Linked DNA regions of Mus musculus: region 1 is linked to region 2. The links are chromatin contacts, called in public targeted proximity ligation maps. All regions are on one chromosome and are shown on one strand. The core of a region is the stretch at or near the end of the contact, and the rest is flanking DNA. Distances in the headings are between cores, read along the strand shown. Region 1 overlaps Gcnt1 (glucosaminyl (N-acetyl) transferase 1, core 2). Region 2 overlaps Prune2 (prune homolog 2).

Region 1 (6,926 bases), core at 269-2,768, 320 kb before region 2:
CAAGAGCATATTTTTATTTGCTAGGTGTTCTGTGGTTTCCTGTTTGTTCTACTAACCTATTGCTGTAGGAAAACCGCCTCGACTGCAGCCCCGTCTGTTTTATTCTTCATTCACACGCTCCAGGGTTCAGTTAAGACCATGGTGACAGTGATAGTCATCTGATGATTTATCCATTTGCTTCTGACACCTGTAACAACTGGAGCTGATGGCTGGGGTCCCACGCTCTGATTTCTTCCTTTTCTTCTTCTCATAGCATGGAATCCATTTTGAAAGAAGATTCTGGAGAAACTGCCCATTTTCCAAGGCAGCGGGATGGAAGCTGCATGTTCCTACATGGGCTGACATCGGTGCTCAGTATCATTCCTGCCAAACTCTATTGGTCAACATAGTCAATTGTGTGTGGGGGGGGGAGTTTGCAGGGATAACTGTGGGCTGACAAAGTCACTTATGGAAGACCATAGGATAGTACTGTTCTAGCAGCCTTCTGACAATATAATCTACCTCACAGTTTTTGTTTTCCAACTTTCCTTGTTTGTTTAAGGTTTGTGTGTGTGTGTGTGTGTGTGTGTGTGTGTGTGTGTGTGTGTGTATACCTCCTGCATGAGTCGTGGTGCATGTGTGGAGGTCAGCAGTTTTCTCCTCCCACCATGTGCCAGGGGACCAGGGATTGTCGAGCTTGGTAGTGCACACCTTTATCTGCCGTGTCTTCTCACTAACCCTATCATCTATTTATTTTTTGAGGAGAGAGGATGCTGACTGTAGTTTTCTGCTTCCTAAAGTCTTTTTCCTTTGAGGTGTTCACTGTTAAGAGAAATATTTTAAGTCTCATTGTCTATAAATCTAGATTTCCCAGTAAATAAACTGCCTTGCATTGGTAACCAAATTTCCAGGCACTGATAGGGCAAACACATGAGCTAGAATGAGATCTATTCCACGTGCTTGGGCCCCTCTGGCTTTTGCTGGGGAGCCTACACATCTTTCCTGAGGCACTTCTGCAAAAAGGAAACCTTGGATCTTGGCCAGGCTTGAGATCGAAGTGTTTTATAAACAGCTTCCAAACCTCTTGAAAGGTGCACCAGCCTCCACCAATCCCTGAACCTTTTGAAGACCCATAGCGTAAATATTGCTCGTCCTTTCTGTCTGCTGTGGCTGGGATTCACCCCGGCATGGTATATTTGTTATAACTAATATAACTCCACCCCCACCCTTTTCTTCAACACTGAGGATTAAACCCGCGCCTCATGGATACCGGACAAGTGCTCAACTGGTGAGCTTGCACCCTGATGCTGATCATCCCCAGGGGTTGTGTAATGTCTCTTAGCCACAATGACATGGGGAAATGTCTCTGGTTGTTAACAAGGCGCACTTACTTGTCCTCCCCACTTCTTCCACACCTCTGACAAATATTGATCTTAGTACTCTCTCTAAAGTTTTTTTCTTTTCCAGAACACCAAGCACTTGGCATGACTCAGTTTGTAATCTCTTCCAAGTGGTTTCTTTCTGTGGCGCTGAGATAACCAACTTCCTTTAGTCAATCCGTCATGTGTCGCTGTTGCGTGTATGTTAGCCAGCAAGTGAGGCTGGCTCTCTGAGGAGGCGCCTCCTGTGAATGCACTCTTAGAACATCTTCTTTGTTCCCAGCCAACACTTGCTAAGCATGTCCAGAAGTGCTCCGGCCACCACTGTTGTCTCCATGACCTTACACTGAGCCTAGGAATGATCCCACCCAAACATCAGTTGTATAGGCTCCCTGCTTAAGACGCTCACACTGTGGGAACTATTGCTGAGCTCAGCTTAACTGTGACAGGAACGTCCTCTCCAGGTCTTTATGTCTTGGCTGTGCGTATTTCCACTTTACAGTCTCTGAGCTGTGAACTCATTGCTCTTAGTTATGGTATACCTCAGTATGTTTATCTATTTACTTACCGAAGCACAGCGTATGTCCAAATTTTGGCAATTTTGAATACAGCTTTTCGATCATTATTAAACATTTCTTTCCATGTCCTTCTTTCTTTGTTCTTTTCTTCTGGGAGTCCCCTACCCACATTTCCAGACACTTGCTTTTCATGTTGTCACTTGGGTCTCATAGACTCACTGTGCCATGCTTTTTTTTACTGCCAGTCTCAATGTCTCAATTTGGTTAGCTATCTCATAATTTTGTTTAATTCTTAAGTTGTTTGAATGGATGTATAGTAGTTATTTAGTCTGTTTTGTTTGAATGGATGTATAGTAGTTATTTAGTCTGTTTTGTTTGAATGGATGGATAGTAGTTAGTCGCTTAAGACAAGTGCCTAATTGCTTTTGGGGATAGGATTGACCATTTTCCCCCTATGTATGGGGCAAAGTTTTGGGTTTCTTTTCATGTCTTGTGTTTGTTGTTGTAGCTGTGCATTTTGTGATATAGTGTTGACTCTGGAAATCGGATTTATTTAGTGCCTTTTTTTTTGAAAGAGGTTCGTATTGTTGTGAGAAGCCACTCAAGTCTCTAATCAGCTCTGTAATCCCAGCACCCTAGAGACAAAGGCTGGAGGATTACAGATTCACAGGACTTGGTTGCACAGTGAGACTTTGCCTCAGAAAGAGAAAAGGAAAGGGGGAAGTCTCTGTCCAGTTAACTTCCTGATCTGCTAATGACTGCTCTTTTTCTTCTTCCCGAAACTAAAAAGGGGCAAGGGTTACTTAGAGGAATATTGGTTATTGTTGATATTTTTAAGTTAATATTTATTTTATCTTTAGTTATGTCTATTGTGTATGGTTGTGTGTGAATATGGAGCCTGACCCAGTTGGCATGGTTGCTGGGAACCAAACAAATCAGCTGGAAGAGCAGCAAGCCATCTCTCAAGGCACCCCCACCCCCACCCCATTGTTGATATGTTAGTAGTACAATCTTCAAGTATTGGTAATGACGTGAACAGCCTACTCACCTGTGAGGTTGTTGCTGACATGTTGGTGAGCATGGGAGCCTTCATAGAGAGGACAAAGTGGGTGGGATTTTCCAGTTAGATTAGCCGGTTAATCTCTTCCCTAGCACTCATTTTGGGAATGTTGTTGGAGTTTATCTTGGAAAGCTTATCCCATGCAGCTTATTTAGCATACATTAGGTCTTTGGTTTGAATCTCAAAGGAGGAGGAAGAGAGAAAATAAGAAAAAGAGTTTAACCTAAATCCCACAAACATAGAATTAGAAAAAGAGTAAGACTGTAGAGGCCTGGGCAAGCCACATATTTGATGGAGGGGGTGTTGGGTAAACACACTGGAATAGCTGCTTTCTCGTGGTGTGCATACGGCAAGCGCACACACCATCAGCACCGTCTCTCCCCTCCCTCTCTATTTTACAGGCTGTTGGAAAGCCTGCTGGGACATGTCATCGCTGGATGCCTGGTGCTTGATAGGAACTTGGCAGCACAATATTCCCTCTGAGCAAGTACAGGATGTCACCAGGAGTCAGAGCCTCAACAGATTCAGGCTTCCTGTGATTCTAAACGGTAAAATAAAGTCCGAATGTTTTTCTATTTCTTTTTCTTCTTTTTAAATGTTATTTGTTTGTTTATTTTTAGTCTATTTATTTTTATTTATTTACTTCACATACTGCTCACAGGCCCCCCCTCCCAGTCACCTCCTCCCACGACCCTTCTCCCTCTCCTCTTCTCCTCTGAGAGGATGGAGGCCCCTCTTGGTATCCTCCTACCCTAGCACATCAAGTCTCTGCTAAGTACATCCTTTCTCACGGAGGCTAGACAAGGCAGCCCAGCGAGAAGTACATAGCCCACAGACAGGTAACAGCTTTTGGGATAGCCTCCTACCCTAGTTGTTTGGGACCCACATGAAGACCAAGCTGCACATCTGATATATATGTTGGGGTGGTTCAGGGGGGTTAGATCCTGCCCATGTATGTTGTCTGGTTGGTGGTTCACTCTCTGAGAGCTCCAAGGGTCCAGATTAGTTGACTCTTGTTGGTCTTTGTGTGGAGTCCCAATCCCCTTTGGGACCTGCAGTCCTTCTCCCAATTCTTCCATAAGAGTCCCCAAGCTCCATCTACTGTTTGGCACTGGGTCTCTGCATCCCCATCTGAGTTTGCTGCTGGGTGGAGCCTCTCAGAGGACAGCCATGCTAGACTCCTGTGGTGTGTGTCCTTTTGGGTCTAGGTTACCTCACTCTGGATTATATTCTCAAGTTCCCTCCATCTGCCTTCTTAATGTTATCCTATACTTATAATGATCAGTGACTTATTTATTTCTCACTTTGTTTTAGTTGGAGTAACAAAGTACTTCCTAATGAAATATTTTCAGGTGGCATCACTTATATTTTTGTCAGAAATTTACTCCAAGCCAGCTGTGGTGGTCCATGACCAAAAAAAGAAGAAAAAGAAAAACAGCTGGTGTCGTTGTATAGTTTGCCATCTCAGTGCTGAGAGGCAGATAAAGTCAGGGCCCAGGGCCCACTAGCCAGGCAGCCTGCCATACTTGGTCTTCTGTAGGCCAATGAGAGACCCTGCTGCAAAAAGACATGACAAAATGCAACTGAGAAACAATGCACATATACAAGCATATACATACTCACCCTTTCACAGGTGTGAGTGAGTGTACACACACTGTGCTATTTATTTAGTATATATAGTAAACTATATTATATTATTTAGTATATATAATATACTAATTATATATAGTATGCTCTAATATACTTATATAGACTAATATACTATGTAGTTTTATAAGCATACTTATATTTATTTTTATTATATATTTATATACACATAATTAAAATATATAAATATAAACCATATAATATACTATGTAGTATATATAAATATTATTCATTATTTATTTTATATATTAAAAGTTGGTTGGGTTCTTGGCATTTGAATTTAGACCTACCATAGTTGCAATTTATAGAAGTGGGTATTGTTTTGGTTTGTTTGGTTTAGTTTTTTGTTTATTTTGTTTTTACTCAGGTAGCCTCAAACTTATAATGTATCCAGGGATGACCTTGTAATTCTGACCCTTCTGCCTCTACCTCCTTAATGTTAGGGTTACGGATGAGCTCTGTGTCTGATTTTATGTGGTGCTGGCCACTGGATCCCGTGATATTTGCCTGCCAACCAGGCCTTCAACCAGTTCAGCTACACCCCGAGCCCAAGGATTGTGTTTTGTAAGGCTTATAATCTGTCAGAGTTTATGTAGGAGATGCAAGTCAGTGTTGTCCATTAAACAGATTCTCACAATAGAACTACATTTAGGGATCAACTCAACACAGTCACCAATCTGGCTCCAGTTCAGCTAGGCCTTTTAAGACCATGTTGAATACCCAGCAGAATTGTCCTGCTTCCAGGGTCTTCAGATTCTCAAGTGTTTTTAACCTTTTCTCAAAGTGTGTCACCACCCTGAATCAACCAAAGGCAGGCTGGATCTGACCCTTGCAAGGGTCTCCTGCCTGTTGATGTCATCAGGAGTAACTTAGTGATGATAGTGATAGAGGTGTTTATTCTTAAACCAGCAGAGCCCTGGCATTCGTGGCATGTGGACAGTTGAGACATTATGGCCACAGTCTCCACCTGTGCCCTTGTTCTGTTTATCTGCAGGTCAGATTTTCCAGGTGTTGAGATAGTCCTGGCTGCCCTGGAACTTACTACATAGAGCAGACTTGCCTCTGCCTCCTAAGTTTTGGGACGAGAGGTTCGTGCTACCACATCAAGCCTCAGTTGTCTCTCATAGCAATTCTAAGACACCTTTGAATTACGTTTGCTGCTTATTTTTACCCCTGCTTCTGGCTTTAATGTGAGAACAATGGATCTTCTATTAAGCCATCTCTATTCTCTAATTAAGTCAACCTCCTTTTTTGTTTGTTTGTTTTTTGAGACAGGGTTTCTCTGTATAGCCCTGGCTGTCCTGGAAGACCAGACTGGCCTCGAACTCAGAAATCCACCTGCCTCTGCCTCCTGAGTAAGAAAATCTGGCCTCATAGCAAAGGGGATAGTTTTGAGCCCGAGAAGACACTGTAAACGATTGCACTTACTAATTCTTTGTTGTGTGTCTTTCTTTTCTTCTCTTTTCCTTTCTTTTAATCTCTTTTCTTTTCTGTTTGTTTTTGTTCACTCTGTCCTGTGCAGTGATATCTTGTCCCGCTGTTAAACTGGCATCTCACCTGGCCACATCAGGACACTGGAGGAAACATCATTGGCATTCAAGGCCTAGAAGTTTGTCCCACCACACCAGGAAGCCTCTGAATGTTCTTTGAAATGCTGAGAAACTTGTTTCGGAGGAGACTTTTCTCTTGTCCTACAAAATACTACTTTATGCTCCTTGTCCTCTCTTTAATTACCTTCTCTGTTTTAAGAATTCATCAGAAGCCTGAATTTTTCAGTGTCAGACACTTGGAGCTGGCTGGAGATGATCCTTACAGCAATGTTAATTGCACCAAGATTTTACAGGGTGACCCAGAAGAAATCCAGAAGGTGAAGCTTGAGATACTAACAGTGCAATTCAAGAAGCGCCCGAGGCGGACACCCCATGACTATATAAACATGACCCGTGACTGTGCCTCTTTCATCAGGACACGCAAATATATTGTGGAGCCCCTTACTAAAGAAGAGGTAGGCTTTCCAATTGCATATTCCATTGTGGTTCATCATAAGATTGAAATGCTTGACAGGCTCCTGAGGGCCATCTATATGCCTCAGAATTTCTACTGCATTCACGTGGACAGAAAAGCAGAGGAATCCTTTTTAGCCGCGGTGCAGGGCATCGCATCCTGCTTTGATAATGTCTTTGTGGCCAGCCAGTTGGAGAGTGTTGTTTATGCGTCCTGGAGTCGGGTTAAGGCAGACCTCAACTGCATGAAGGACCTGTACAGAATGAATGCAAACTGGAAGTACTTGATCAATCTCTGTGGTATGGATTTCCCTATTAAAACCAACCTGGAAATTGTCAG
Region 2 (6,174 bases), core at 2,247-4,746:
CTGCTAATTCAGAAGTTGTAGCCACTGGGCAGAGAAGCCCTTAGACCTAACAGTGGTCTCAGAAGGCCTTAGAGAAAGCATTCAGGGAGAAGGTCTCTTAGTCATCTGGGTTTGATCTTATAAATAAACTTTATGGTGACACAGCCATCCCTGTTAATTTCTACATTGTTCATAGGCTTTTTAAAAAAATATATGAGGTCAGACTTAAGTGCCTCAACAAAGCCTGAAAGATCTGCTTGCTGGCTATCTTTGGGGAACAGTTGCCAGCTGCTGTCAAGGAGAAGGGTAAGACCAAAACGGAACGTTCTCCACTTATTGAAAACCCTGCTCTGAGTCAGTTTGAACAGATGTGGTCTCTGCGGCTCTCTATCAGCTGCTCTGAGATGGGACAGGAAGTCCACTCTCTCCACCTTGATCCTGTAACTAATGTTCAGCCATCACTCAATGGCTACTCCGTAGAAGGAACTAAAACGGAGTGATTGTAAACTGTGGAAGGAAAACTCATGAGAAGACGAATGGAGAGAGCCAAAGGGAATGAGACGAAACTGGCCAGAGAGTTACAATCTTAGAACCAATCAAGTGAAATTTTAAAATTCTCAATTTAAAGGCTGGCCTTAAGAACCTCATATCGTTTTCCACAATAGATCAGATGTGGTGGGGAACTGGAAACTAAGTCAGAAGAAAGAATGTATGCTGAAGCGTGGAGAGGAAAATGTAGGGATCTAAGAAGAAGAGGGTTTTTAATATGCGCATGAACAGTTCCTGCTAGGGAAGGGAGAGAAAGAATTCTAACATTTAAGAAAAACTATGAACCAAAACCATAGTTAAGATAAAGATATATTGTAGGCAGTGAGACTGCTAAAAATTACATTTAAAAAAAAAAAGATTAAATCGGTGAGAAAGAAAGCATACACTAACCAAAACAACTGCAGAGAAGCAGAGGGAAGAGAGGAGGAAGGGGAGGGGGAGGAAGAAGGTGGGGGAGGAATTAAAGCTGTGTTTCCTCTCACAAGAAGTGTTTTCAGAAGCCTGGAAGAATCTAGAAATGGCTTGAGAATAGTAAGTAAATGAAGCAATTTGCCACATCTAAGAACAGCAATAAAAAACTGTATTCATATAAGCAATCACAAAAAAAGCCAAATTTTAAGTTTAATGGTATTGAAGTACAAAATACCATTATGTACTTGACTTGATCAAAGTAAGAATCAACTCTTCTTTGACTTGAGTATTTCTTTATTAACTCTTTCTTTTAATTTTGGTAAAGTGCATAAAGCTGTTGTCAAATAATAAAGCTGATTATATTGATAAAATTTGAGCATGTGCCTCAATAACAATAAGTAGTCTACGTGGCGTTCATTTTTAAATGACTGTAAGAGCAATCGTTACAAATGATGGATAAGCATCAGAACAAACAGTGATGATAAATATGTAATAATATGTTTCCAAGAAAGTATTTAAAAAGTTAAAATGCATTTTTCTTCAAGTTCTATAAAGGTGAGGCAGCGTGTTTACATATCTGCCTGCCTCCCTGGTATCAGGCTTAGCAGCAGCTAGCTGAATTCTCAGATCGCATCTGTTAAGGGCTGACCCTGGCTGATGCAGTCTGGCTTAACAGCAGTGAGCACATGCCCTGCTATCAAGGACTGGAGACCCCATTCAAGTAGGTGTTCTTCTCCACCTCCTGAGTTGTCTTTGATAAAGGCTATGGCCCAGCTTCATGCCAGAACACCCCTGGAAATTTTGCACTTCACATTAGCAACATATTTATTTTATAGGACTTATTAGTTAAAGCCTTGTAAATAAATAAAAACATCACCCACTCGAATGAACCAGACCCAGAGTCTAAACAACTCCATGAGCTTTGATGCAGTAGAAAAGCATCACAGGAGGAGTCTGCAGCTAACTTGTTTGTTGTTTGTTTGTTTGTTTTTTGAGACAGGGTTTCTCTGTGTAGCCCTGGCTGTCCTGGAACTCACTTTGTAGACCAGGCTGGCCTCGAACTCAGAAATCCACCTGTCTCTGCCTCCTAAGTGCTAGAATTAAAGGCGTGCGCCACCACCACCCCGCTTGCAGCTAACTTTTATTCTAGCTCTAAATCTGACTTGGGTTTTTGTTTGGTTTGGTTTGGTTTGGTTTGGTTTGGTTTGGTTTGGTTTGGTTTGGTTTGGTTTGGTGTTGGATAAGTACATGAAATATATTTGATACTGAAAGTAAAAATTTTGATGTGAAGTTCCACTATCTCTGTTCTGAAATCTCAGAAACATTTATTAATTATATAGCTTGTTAAATATCGGTACCAAGGTATACGGTAGCCAAGAACACCTGCCTGCACATTAGAACCTGGTTCTTAACGAGTGTTGATTTAACTTCTAGCAAAGTGTGAGGACAGAAACAATCCATAAACCCGTACCTAACGGTCTCCCAGCTATTCCCAGGCTGATAAGAGGGACAGAGAATTAAGAGCAAGCTACAAAGAAAACAATTATAATAAAAATATAACAAATGCTTCATTTCTATAGAAAAAAAATCAACCATAATATCTTTTGTTCAAAAGAATGGAGATGTAAACAGACTCTAGCAATTGCAGCCTGCTAACCTTGCCCATACCCCACTGCATCAGAAACTGGGAGACAGTCAGCGCAGGAGATTGTTGTTGTCTACACGATGAATTCCTAACAGAAAAAAAGTCCTCTTTCTGTTTACCTGGGATTGATTTTTTTCACAAACAAACAAACAAACAAAAACATTAAAGAATGGATGACAGAGGTAGGCAGAGAAGGAAAAGAGAAAGGAGAAAAAAGACTTACAATGAAATGCCCATTTTAGCTTAAAAGATACAGAAATAAGCACATTACTTGTTTACAATCCTTACAGATTTAGAGTGTCTGAGATTAAGAGAAAGGATACCTTTGTGTGACTGAAAAAATCAAACCAAGATTGAATAGATACTTTGATTTTCTAGGAGAAACTATAATTTCTATTCCCTACCTCTAGTCTCTTCCTAAGCAAAGTAGACAGCGTAATTCCCTCGGATGTTATCATCATTTGGAAATGGGATGAGTCACCCTTGGAACAAGAAAGAAAAAAAAAAAAAAACACCACCTTGGCTCTTTTCCTCTCCCATTTGACCTCCTTATAAGGACCTTTTTGAAGCTGCTAATCCAGTCTACCAAAATAGCAAACAACTAGTCTTTATTAAAGGTCAGCTGAGATTGCTTGATTGCTTGGAGAATGGAGAGCTTGCTTCTGAGGACTTGGGCGTGGTTCCCACTTCATCCTAGAGCTAAGAACAAGAGCTGCTGTTTGCTTTAGTCTTCAGCTTGCGGCTGCTGTCAAGACCTTATACAAACAAACTTGAAGGGCCATTTGGGCAAATCGTGGACTTGACAGAAGCACGTTTGGAAATCAGTGGCTGAGATCTCACTGCCAGATGGCTCCTGGAAACACACACACACACCACACCCACTCCCCTCTCAATATGATGATTCAGCAATTTAATGGCTCTTAGAGTTGGCAGCTGTCCCCTAGAATACATCTCTGAGGAAATAAACCCACAAAGGTGGAACAGTCTGCCAGGCTCTGTACTTGGCACAAAGCCAGAGCATGACTAAACATAAACCTGAGGCTGCAAAATGTGACAATGAGATATGGTCACACTGGGCATGTTGGAAAGTAATAATAAAGAAAAGAATCTTCCAGAAGGGAGGGGGAAGCAAAGCAAGAAAGGGGGATGAAAGGGGAAAAGAAAGAAAGAAGGAAAAAGAGAGAGAGAAAGGGGAAGGAAGGAAGGAGGAGAGGGAGGGAGGGAGGGAGGGAGGGAGGGAGGGAGGGAGGGAGGGAGGGAGGGAGGGAGGGAGGAAAGACCACACAATAAAGACAAAGACAGGTAGGACAGGAAAAGCCAGAAGATAGATATCAGGGTCCAAGTACCAAGGTCAGTGATCTTACCAGCCATGACAGCTGGGTCTTCCTGAACATGTAATTTCTTACACAAATAATTGAAAAGTGACACTTTATAAATATATGCCTTTCTGGATGAAGTAGACGGCATCAATTTGTGCCTTGAAATTACTAACTTTTAAATTAAAACAATATACAGTGGCTCTGAGAACGCTCCTGTTTAAGGACCGACCTGCATGGCATTTTCTTCTCTTCCTGTAACCACAGAGGGTTCAGGCAGGGAGAAAAGCAGGTTCCTATTGCAGCACACCTCAGAAGGGAAATGAAAACTCTCCACAGAGCTGAAGACCAAGTACCCGAGAAAGAAGCTTATACAAAGATGGACAGGGAGGAAGCCTGTGAACAAAGAAACTAAGTGCTGGCACTCTGAAGACAGGCAGAGGTACAGCGCTGAGATCTGCATGGCTGGAGGAAAGAAAGCCAGCAGCCTTGGTTGGTGTCTCTCTCTCTGCAGAACTCAGGCTGATGCTTCAAAGGCACAGCAGCTTCTTTTCCTTCTGTGGCTCACCAGTAGCACCTTTATTAAATGAAACTCCACCTTGAATGTGGGCTCCTCTGGGAAACACAGCTTCATCAGCGTGAAAGACCTGACTCAGGAGATCTGTGCTGCTGTACAAAGAAACTGCAAAAAAAGCCATGGGAAACAAGGATGCTGGCAACAGGGACCACCAAACTGACAGACTTATTCCAAGGATGAACTAACGTGTCTACTGTAGTGTTGTCCAAATTTGCTCAGTTAGTAAACAGTGGTAGCTATTTTAAAAGAAGAGAAATTAAATTCAAATTGTCTCAAGATGGCTAATTATTCCACCAACCTTGAAACACTGTTGCTTCGCTGAGTTACTTGTTAGCAAATACCACTAATTGTCCTCAGGGCCAAAAGGACACAGTGTCAAGATAAACTATCAGAGAAACACAAGGAGATCTTGCAACCAATGGCGGCATCATAGGTATGCAAACGACCACTTAGCAACACCGTAGCAATCAGGTTCTTCTTCAATATTTGAAGGAAATTGCATAGCATATTGCAAACAGTTTGATAGATAATTATAGTAGTAAGTTTTAGGACCAAGACAATCAAATGACTGAACCTGAATGTTTGTTTTTGTGTTGAGAAAAAGGCATAAGCAGAGATAGATGAGTTGAAACAGAGGTAGATACTGGTGGAAGAAAAGGAAAGGCAACCTTTATTTAGAATTAGTTTGTTCCTTTTTAGAAACAAAGGAACTGAGACAGACAAGCAATCTCTGTACAGGCAGTGTACATTTGATTCACCTTAGGATCTAGACATATACATTAAACATAGTATGTGCTCTTATAAGACAGTTATCTATGAATCATTGGGTTTTTTTCATGTAAATCCTTCCTGCACTGAATATTTGAATTAGCTTACCAAAAGACATGAAATATAATAAAACAGTAAAAGAGTCGGGATGGAGGGAAAGAGCAGCAGAGTACAGAATAAGATGCAGATATCATAGAAACCCTGGAGCGGTGGCAACAGTATCCACTTTCTAACTCTCAATGTGAGCTTCTTGAAGCAAGTGGAGACAGGAATGTGATTCCTGCTGGAATTCCCTGTGTTGTAGAGACCATATGTGTCCATTGGTGTAAAGCACATAACCACACATAACTCATGTGTAGTGTCCTGGGGAAGGAACCCAAGGCTGGCTAAAGTATGACGCAAAGCAAAGGGTTTGTGCTATGGCATCAGAATGCTGCCTGCCTCCAGGTAGGAGTGGGCTGTGGGCATGAGAAGGATGCAGTGTCTTCACAGTCTACCTCTTTAGATGGGTAAATTATCAAAGGTGTTTCCTTCCTGACGATTCACTAAGCTGCATATTTATGTTTTTATAAACATATTTTGCATCCTTTTCTTTAGATGTACTATGGTTCACAACGGGTTAAAATTATATACAGACTCCTTAAGATTATACATGCAATGACAATCAACGAAAACAAAAGCGAGTCATTGCAAAAACAAGAAAATAAACGCCACTAAGATTTCTACAAGCTAAAATAGAAAAGAGAATTAGAGAAAAGGGTTATTAGGAAAAGAAACAGTGTCCATGCCCTAGACAGTAAGAATACTAGCAGGATGGATCACAACAGCAGCTGATTGCATATCAGACACTCCCACAATCAATGCCGTCATGAAAACAGAGAGTGTAGAAATACTATTTTTAAAAATTGTCAAAATTCTTAGTAAAATCG

The links.
Region 1: a targeted proximity ligation map of pancreatic cancer cells shows a contact between it and region 2. A contact is called at or near these places in 1 of 130 datasets of targeted methods (pancreatic cancer cells) and 1 of 9 other capture datasets (embryonic stem cells).

Annotation. Positions count from the first base shown.
Region 1 is chr19:17,329,668-17,336,593 of GRCm38.p6, reverse strand. Gcnt1 (glucosaminyl (N-acetyl) transferase 1, core 2) reads left to right here. Exons shown (of 3, transcript NM_173442.5): 2 at 3,338-3,484; 3 at 6,106-6,926. The coding sequence starts at 6,235. Among named protein-coding and RNA genes, the nearest start is that of Gcnt1, 24 kb to the left of the region's middle.
Region 2 is chr19:17,008,708-17,014,881 of GRCm38.p6, reverse strand. All of the region lies in intron 4 of Prune2 (prune homolog 2), which reads right to left. Among named protein-coding and RNA genes, the nearest start is that of Prune2, 56 kb to the right of the region's middle.